2 separate regions of the Sus scrofa genome follow, and region 1 is linked to region 2. Evidence: chromatin contacts called from public HiChIP or PLAC-seq data. All regions are on one chromosome and are shown on one strand. The core of a region is the stretch at or near the end of the contact, and the rest is flanking DNA. Distances in the headings are between cores, read along the strand shown. Region 1 holds the start of PMPCB (mitochondrial-processing peptidase subunit beta). Region 2 overlaps ARMC10 (armadillo repeat containing 10).

Region 1 (3,780 bases), core at 1,136-3,635, 110 kb after region 2:
CTTACTGAGATTTAACTGTTTTTATGGAGAAAAAGCTCCCCAGATCACTGCAAGCCTTTGTTTAATTTCCAGAGTACTGAAAATGTTGATTCTGGCCATTTTTTTAAAATCAGCTTTCTCATTTATTTTATGAAAAGAAGAGAGAATTTTCAGAGGTTTTTATTCTGTCATTTCCATGACATCCTACACTAAGTTAGAATTAAGATGTGGTAAAATTTCTCAGATACTTCTTGTGATTATACCTAAATATATTTGTATATATGTATGCATGTTTGTAGTTCTTTATTAATGTTAACACACCTGTGTTTTAGAATCATGAAGGGATAATTGTGGCTGTTTTTATTATGTAATAGATGCTGTGGGCTGAATTTGTGGATCATAGCAGAGGCGAGAAGTGGAGAGAGATGGGTCTGGAAAGATAAGTAGCTGTCAGATCAAGAAGGGTCCTATTTATCATACAGATGTTCTGAAGGTCAGGTTCTTATCTTGTCGCAGAAAGAATTCAGAAACGAGATGGAAAATTGAAAAAAAAATGAGGATTTATTTAAACGAGAAATACACTTCTTAAAGAGAAGTGGGCAGAGAGGCAAGCAGCTGCCCTGCATTTTTTGGCACACCAGTTATATAGGGCATCTAATTTTATGGGTGGAATATTCAAATCCCTGGGAAGGTGGGCTTTGGGGGTCATATTCCTTAATTCTCATCCCAGCTTGATCTTCCCAAAGCGAGGAGGGATTTTTGTCCTTATTTAGTTTTATTAGAAGCGTCATGGCGTTGGTGTATGATGGGTACCTGTTATCTGCATAACTAATTTTTATTATAATTTTATTATAGTTAGGGCATAATGAGCAACAGGTTACATCCAGCATTGGAGATTCATGCTCTTTGTCTGCCTCTAGGGCACTTATCACCCCAAAAGGTGTGGCTTCCTATTAGTCTGGAGGTTCCAGCTTTTCTCTATCCACACATGGGCCCTGCTATTTGCATGAGGTGTGGTTTCCTGCCATTTGGCCCCACGCACCCCTTCTCTGCTTGTGTCTAACTGTTTGCCTGCTGTCACTTTATCCTGACCCAGGGAAGTTACTGTGGGGTTCTTTATAATGGGACTGTCATGCTAAAAGGTGCATTCTTAAAAGATGCCTTGGATAAAAAACTATGACAGTAGGGCTAGAGCAGATTCAAGAGGTAGGATGTTCAGAGTGGAAAAAAGGGAGCTGAGGATGAAATCCAGGTTTCTGGCTTGGAGGTCTGGTGAATGGAAGTATCATTGGCTGTTTTGCATTGCATATACAGGAAGCAACTTAGGGGCAAGACAGTGAAATGCATTTTGGACACGTTGATATTGAGGCACCAATGGGATACTTCAGTGTAACTGTCTAGTCACTGAATGGTTAAATGTGCCTGGAGCTCAAGAGAAAGGTCTGACTGTGTAAACAGGGTAAGTCTTCAGGTCAAAGTGGAAACCCTCAGGGAGAGTGTGCAATAGGAGAAGAGGCCCAGACCCAGGGAAATACCAACTTTCAGGGTAAAAGGGCATGGACTTTAAGAGCAAAGCTTTGGAGCCACACAGCCTGTAATTAGCATCTTGACCCCGGGCAAGTTATTTTACCCCAGTTTCTACCTCTGTAAAAAGAGTATGAGAAGAGCACAATTAGAAGTTCCCTGGTGGCTCAGTGAGTTAAGGATCCCTTGTTGTCGCTGCTGTGGGGCAGGTTTGATTCCTGGTGAGGGAACTTTTGCACACCTGGGCAAGGCCCCCCAAAGAAGAATAGCACACTTAGAACAGTGCTTGCTATTTTTAGTTTCATTAAGAGCTTTGTGAATAAACAGCTGCCCAAGAAGGTGAAGAAGGGACTAGGAGAAGGAGGAAGAGCTCTAAGATCAACGTGGAAGAAAAATTCATACAGATTTATGTCAAATTAAGCCAGTAAGACTATATGATAAGGTTACAGGTCTATGAAGTGTTCATTTTTCAGCAATTAGCGGCTTCAGCAAGAGCAATTTCTGTAGCATGGAACGAGTCAGACTGTCGAGTGTTGAGGAGTGACTAGGCGTCAACACTAATACCTCCTTCCCCTCACCACGTGTCTCCTGTAGGAGATGCTTCCTCCATGGACAGTGAGTTATGGATCATATTCCACTTCTTCTGATTAATTTCATCCACTGATGGCATGATACGTTGCACCACGTTACCTTTATCTCTTCTACATTTGTACCTTGAACGTCTTAGGTGATCAAAGTAACTGCTGATACAGGGGTTTCTGCAGCTTCCCAAATTGCTGTTATTTAGGGAAACCGCTCAGCACCACATCCAGGTCTATTTCTTCCACAACCGCTTAGAGGAGTGCCATTCCCATCCCGGCCACTAGGTGGGTCCCCTCCTCACGTCTGGGACCTCCGGTCACGACCCCGGAAACACATCCCTCACACTGTCCAGAGCGGAGATGGCGGCGGCGGCGGCCCGAGCGGTGTTTTTGCCCGCGGTGCGGAAGCGGCTCTGGGGTTTCTCCAAGAGGCTCTTGGTCGGAGGCCCTGCAAGGCAGGTGAGCTTCCCTTCACTTGTCTGGATGCCGCCCGGGACCAGGCCAGGGCCTCTCCCGCTGGACTCCGCTCGGCGACCCTGAGCCGTAGGCTGTCGGCCCGGCCGCGCGAGTTGCCACCCCCGCCCCCAACAGTGGGTGTGGCTTCCTCCGCTGGGATACGGGGGTCATCAGGTGGCCGGGGAGGCTTGTCACCCGCCGGGGCTGAGCTGGCTTTGGTCACCCGCAGTGCGTGACCTGCCAGTGACATGAGACATGACTTTGGTTGCCGGCCCCTTCCCCAGTTACTCAAAAGTTCTTGTAAAGAGTACGTGTTGGTTACTGCAATCTCAGTGGTTGCAAATTGGGGGAAATCAAAAAGTGAGGACACCCTCTCTCACACACACACTCCCACTCCCCAGATATCTGTTTTTGCCTAAAACTCAGTGTCTTTATCCTCACCTCTGCTTCCTGCGAACCCCAGGGTAGCTAAAGGAAAAGTTTGTATGTTTCTCCTCAGAGACTGGCTTTCTCTAGACTTTGTGGGACTTTTAACTTATGTATAAAGGAAAAGAAAGACTGCGGACAGGCGTGTAGTCCATAGTCAGCAAATCAATCAGCCAGTGTCTTGAGCCTTTCTTCCTATCTTCTCTTTTTCTGCCTTTTTCAAGACTTAGTTTTTTTTGAACAGTGGGAACCTTACACCAATGTTATGTAGGTATTTTTATATTTTTCTCTCCCTTTCTTGCCCCTTGGCTTGTTCCTTCTATAGTGAATATTCAACATTTCTTGGAGAAGTATTCAAAGCAGTTTTCTCTCTGGATAACGATGGTCGCTTGAGGAATGTTCCTAGACTAGGCCAGAGGTGTGGGTGGATCCCAGTGGAATAAAAGTTGAGGGGGAAAGAGTACTTTATAGAGAGGGTCTTTGTGAGATAGATTTGGTTTTCTGATCAACTTTCATGTTACAATAGTGATGTTTTACTTCGTCCCTCCATCCCCAACCAGTCATTATATTTTGGAGGAAACAGATTGAGAAGTACACAGGCTGCTACACAAGTTTTTCTGAATGTTCCTGAAACGAGAGTAACCTGTTTGGAGAACGGACTCAGAGTGGCCTCTGAAGACTCTGGGCTCTCAACATGCACAGTAAGTGTTTCGGCATCAGTTTGACCTCTCATTAGGAGAGAGCAAATTACTGACTTTAATTTAAGCTTTTCAGTTAGTTGGCAGGTGGTTGAAAATAGGGGCAGTTATTTTGC
Region 2 (3,422 bases), core at 701-3,200:
CTCAAAAAAGAGAAAAAATCCTAATATGGGCCTAAAAAGTATATTATTTTTATCCCCAATATTAAATTTCAGAATTTTGAAAATGACCTCTTTCACTTATCAATAGATGGGTATTCACTTGGTTTTCTGAAAATCAGTTTATGTTTTACTGAAGTAGCTCCCTTCCCCACCCCGACCCCTGCACAAGATGCAGGACCATTGTGATTGAAAGGAATCTTTGAGTGAACAGTGCTAGGTAATTGAGTTTTTTGTTTACCTCAGTATTAAACTTTTCTTTTTATTCAGCCGTTAGCTGTTGAAAAATCTTTCTAAAACTCAGACGTTGAAGTTTTAGTAACGCATGTCTCAGTGCTCCACGTTGACCTGTTAGGTAGATGGAGGAGGCAACAGAGATGAAGCTGAATTAACGAGGACGCCCTGTGAAAATTCCTCAAGTAAACCCTTCATATTAGTGTGCACTCTTAGCAAGTGCCATTTTTTAAGAAACAGCATAAGAACAGAAGGTAGTCAAAGATTCTGTTAGTTGAGTCGATTGTTCATCAGTGTTTTACTGTATTGGTCTGTGTTCTCTGGCACAGTTGAAAAGAAGGACCAGATGTGAAGCCAAACTCCAGATACTCAGCTTCACAGAGAGTTACTCCCGAGGTTATGACACGGTGATTATCAGAGAGCCGCGCTATGGTCCTGGTGACATTTGTTCTGAGACGTTTTTATGTGGGCTTTCCCCATTTCCAGTCGCCAGACTTATTTGGATGTGGTCCATGATGTACCCGGACGCACTCACGATTCGATGTAATAACACTGGCAATACTCTAGCAATATTGCTCCATCCATACCTAATCTCCAGAATGCACACACACCTGTCAACACCCTTCTCTCCAGGGAGCAAGGTAACATCCAGCCCCTGAGCCCCATGGAAACTCCCCTTGCTCTATCTACCCCCATAGCATTGCCGCTGGAGGAGAAATCTCTCCTGTGCTTCTCCCTGCAGCTGCTCTGCCCAAAACCTCAGAGGAACACTGTGTTCAGAGCCAGGCCCGTCTGTCTCGGGGCTTCATAGATCTGTCCCAGACATGGTCTGTGTTTTCATATACTTTATGGCTTCTTAAAAAGTGACTCAGACCACAATAGTATGTTCCATTTTTGCTTTGTTTTGTTTTTCCATGACATTGCCTAGCATGGTATTTCTGGAATCAAAAATTTGCCTTTTCAGTCTGTCTGGGAACCTAGCTACCAATTGTTTCTCCATACAAAAATGAGTTTAAAGTTCCAACTTGCAGATGAACTTTTGGATAGTAATCTATTTGTAAGTGGGAAGATGTATCCGATTTAGACATTGTCTTAGTAAATAACTACTGACGTGAATTTTCAACATAGTTTTTAATGAGTGATCTATAATAATCTTTTAGGCTCAACACTGATCCGTAACTAAATATAAAGAGCGGAAGATGACTATAAAGAAATGTTGTGTTTGCTGCATCTGCCAAGAGGCAAAAAAAAAAAAAAAAAAAAACTAATGGCTTAAAGAAATGTCCTGGAGTCACCACAAGGTGGCATATGTGACCAGAAGGGGAAAAAAAAAATCTGTTCGTGGTTTCAAAACAGTATATACACACATAGCTGTTTAATCTGTAGTCATAAATACTCTACCATTATGTATACTTTTTGTCATGTTTAACTCCCTTCTGTGGAGCATAGCAACATGAAATTTTAGTGCAGGATTCTAACTTGCTGTTACTGTTCCCGGTTGTAAAAAAAAAAAGGCCTTTTTTAGATTTTATTGACTTCATCCAGGCTTATTTCATCGGCTCAGGACCATCCTGTGTCATAACTCTCCTCATTTTCCTAATCAAAACTTAAAAGAGACAAGTGTTTCTTCCTAACACTTATTCTCAGTGTTGCTGAGCCAGTCAGGCCAGACCAGGTCCGACAGTGACCCCCAGGAAGCTCACTACAGGGTCAGAAGTCATCTTTGCGCTTTCCCCTTAAGGCTATGATGAATAAAGCATGTGCTTGCAAAATTTCCTCTCTGCAAGGGCAGGAAACTGTTTGCAGTGGTTTCTGCAGGGGAGTGAGATGGGCAGGCCTATGTTGTTACCTTGTTCCCATCCGCACTGTTTGAAATGCATCATGGCCATATATTAAATTTCTAAGATTTTTTTTTAATTGATAAAAACAGTAAAATTAAGGAAAGCCTTGTATCTTCCTCCTTAACAAATTAGTGTGTGGAGTGTGATCAAAGGAATGTGAGTACATAGGATATAGGTATAAGGAGTAGCAAGCAAATACCAAACTTAGTAATTATGGTCTCTGTTCGTGGAAATGTGAATATCCTTTTCCTCTGTGCTTTCCTATAGTTTAAAAAAAATGTTCCATAGTAAACACAATGCCTTTATAATCCAAAAAAAAAGTTTTAAAGATAATATCCAGGTTCCTTCCCAGGTCTAGTGAAGGACACGTGTGGCACCTTCTCTGGATGTCAGTCTCCTCTCCCAGGTCCTCAGCATCTGTAATTTCAAATATTTTGTAGAAAGTATAGTTTTACATGACTCGTATTTTTAAAGGAAGAATTCTATTCAAATGTTTGTATTCCTGACTTTTCAATTATAAGTGGTAAGAATGCTAATATTTTAGCTTGTCAGCCATAAGTTAACATGTCTGCTGATTACTTATGCCACTGCCTATTTAAATGATTGAAAGTTTTTTTTCACATAAAAAGATAAGCTCCAAGAATCACAGTAACCAATAAAAAGAACCATATTGTTAGCCTTCATAACGAAATTGTCCCTAAATTTTCATACTTTAAGTAGAAACACTAAGCTTTGAGAGATTCCTTTTTTGTTCCAAAGATGATATTTCACTTACTAGTAATCCTAACAAAGAGCATTTATGTAACACATGTTTACCTTACCCTGTGTTAGGTATGTGGGTGGGCCGGGGTGGGTAGTGAAGAAATTCACTATTTTCTCCCTTTCTCCCTATCAATATAACTGGAAGACTCAGCTTTAAGATGGATTGAGAAGGCTTCGTGGAGAGGAGAGAATGAGAGTCTAATCTTAAAACTAGGCAGAACTTTAAAATGTGGACATGGTTGGCGGCAGCATGCCAGGGAGAGAAAATCCATGCTTGCTGGTCTGAGACAAACTGATACTCTTATTTCAGGTTCAAGTTTTGAAACTGCTGTTGAATTTGTCTGAAAACCCAGCCATGACAGATGGACTCCTTGGTGCCCAGGTAGAGAGCTTTCATTTTGTCTATACAAATAGATGTGGACAGATCTGGAAGGAAAGGATTTATCCCAAAATAGTAACAGGGATTATATCTGTGGAGCAATATTAAAGGTGGGTGGGGTTTTTTGGGGGTTCTTTTTGCCTACGTGAATTCCTTACATTTTATGTAATAGACATATTTTACTTTTAAAA

The links. HiChIP or PLAC-seq counts read pairs in DNA pulled down with a chosen protein or histone mark.
Region 1: a contact with region 2 is called in an H3K27ac HiChIP or PLAC-seq map of alveolar macrophages. The contact joins the promoter of PMPCB here to the enhancer-like site in region 2. A contact is called at or near these places in 4 of 5 promoter capture datasets (fetal liver, liver and skeletal muscle), 22 of 47 Hi-C or Micro-C datasets (adipocytes, alveolar macrophages, blood and 13 more) and 2 of 2 datasets of contacts at active chromatin or transcription factors (alveolar macrophages and skeletal muscle).

What each region holds. Positions count from the first base shown.
Region 1 is chr9:103,313,776-103,317,555 of Sscrofa11.1, forward strand. It overlaps PMPCB (mitochondrial-processing peptidase subunit beta), which reads left to right and starts at 2,386. Exons shown (of 13, transcript XM_003130241.4): 1 at 2,386-2,543; 2 at 3,527-3,667. The coding sequence starts at 2,445.
Region 2 is chr9:103,205,326-103,208,747 of Sscrofa11.1, forward strand. ARMC10 (armadillo repeat containing 10) reads left to right here. Exons shown (of 6, transcript NM_001244923.1): 5 at 3,163-3,234. Among named protein-coding and RNA genes, the nearest start is that of ARMC10, 27 kb to the left of the region's middle. Within about 2 kb of position 1,951, at least 17 of the 83 cell types and tissues checked have an H3K27ac peak or open chromatin away from gene starts, as enhancers often do. A contact at or near this core is called in alveolar macrophages and skeletal muscle, where this site is marked.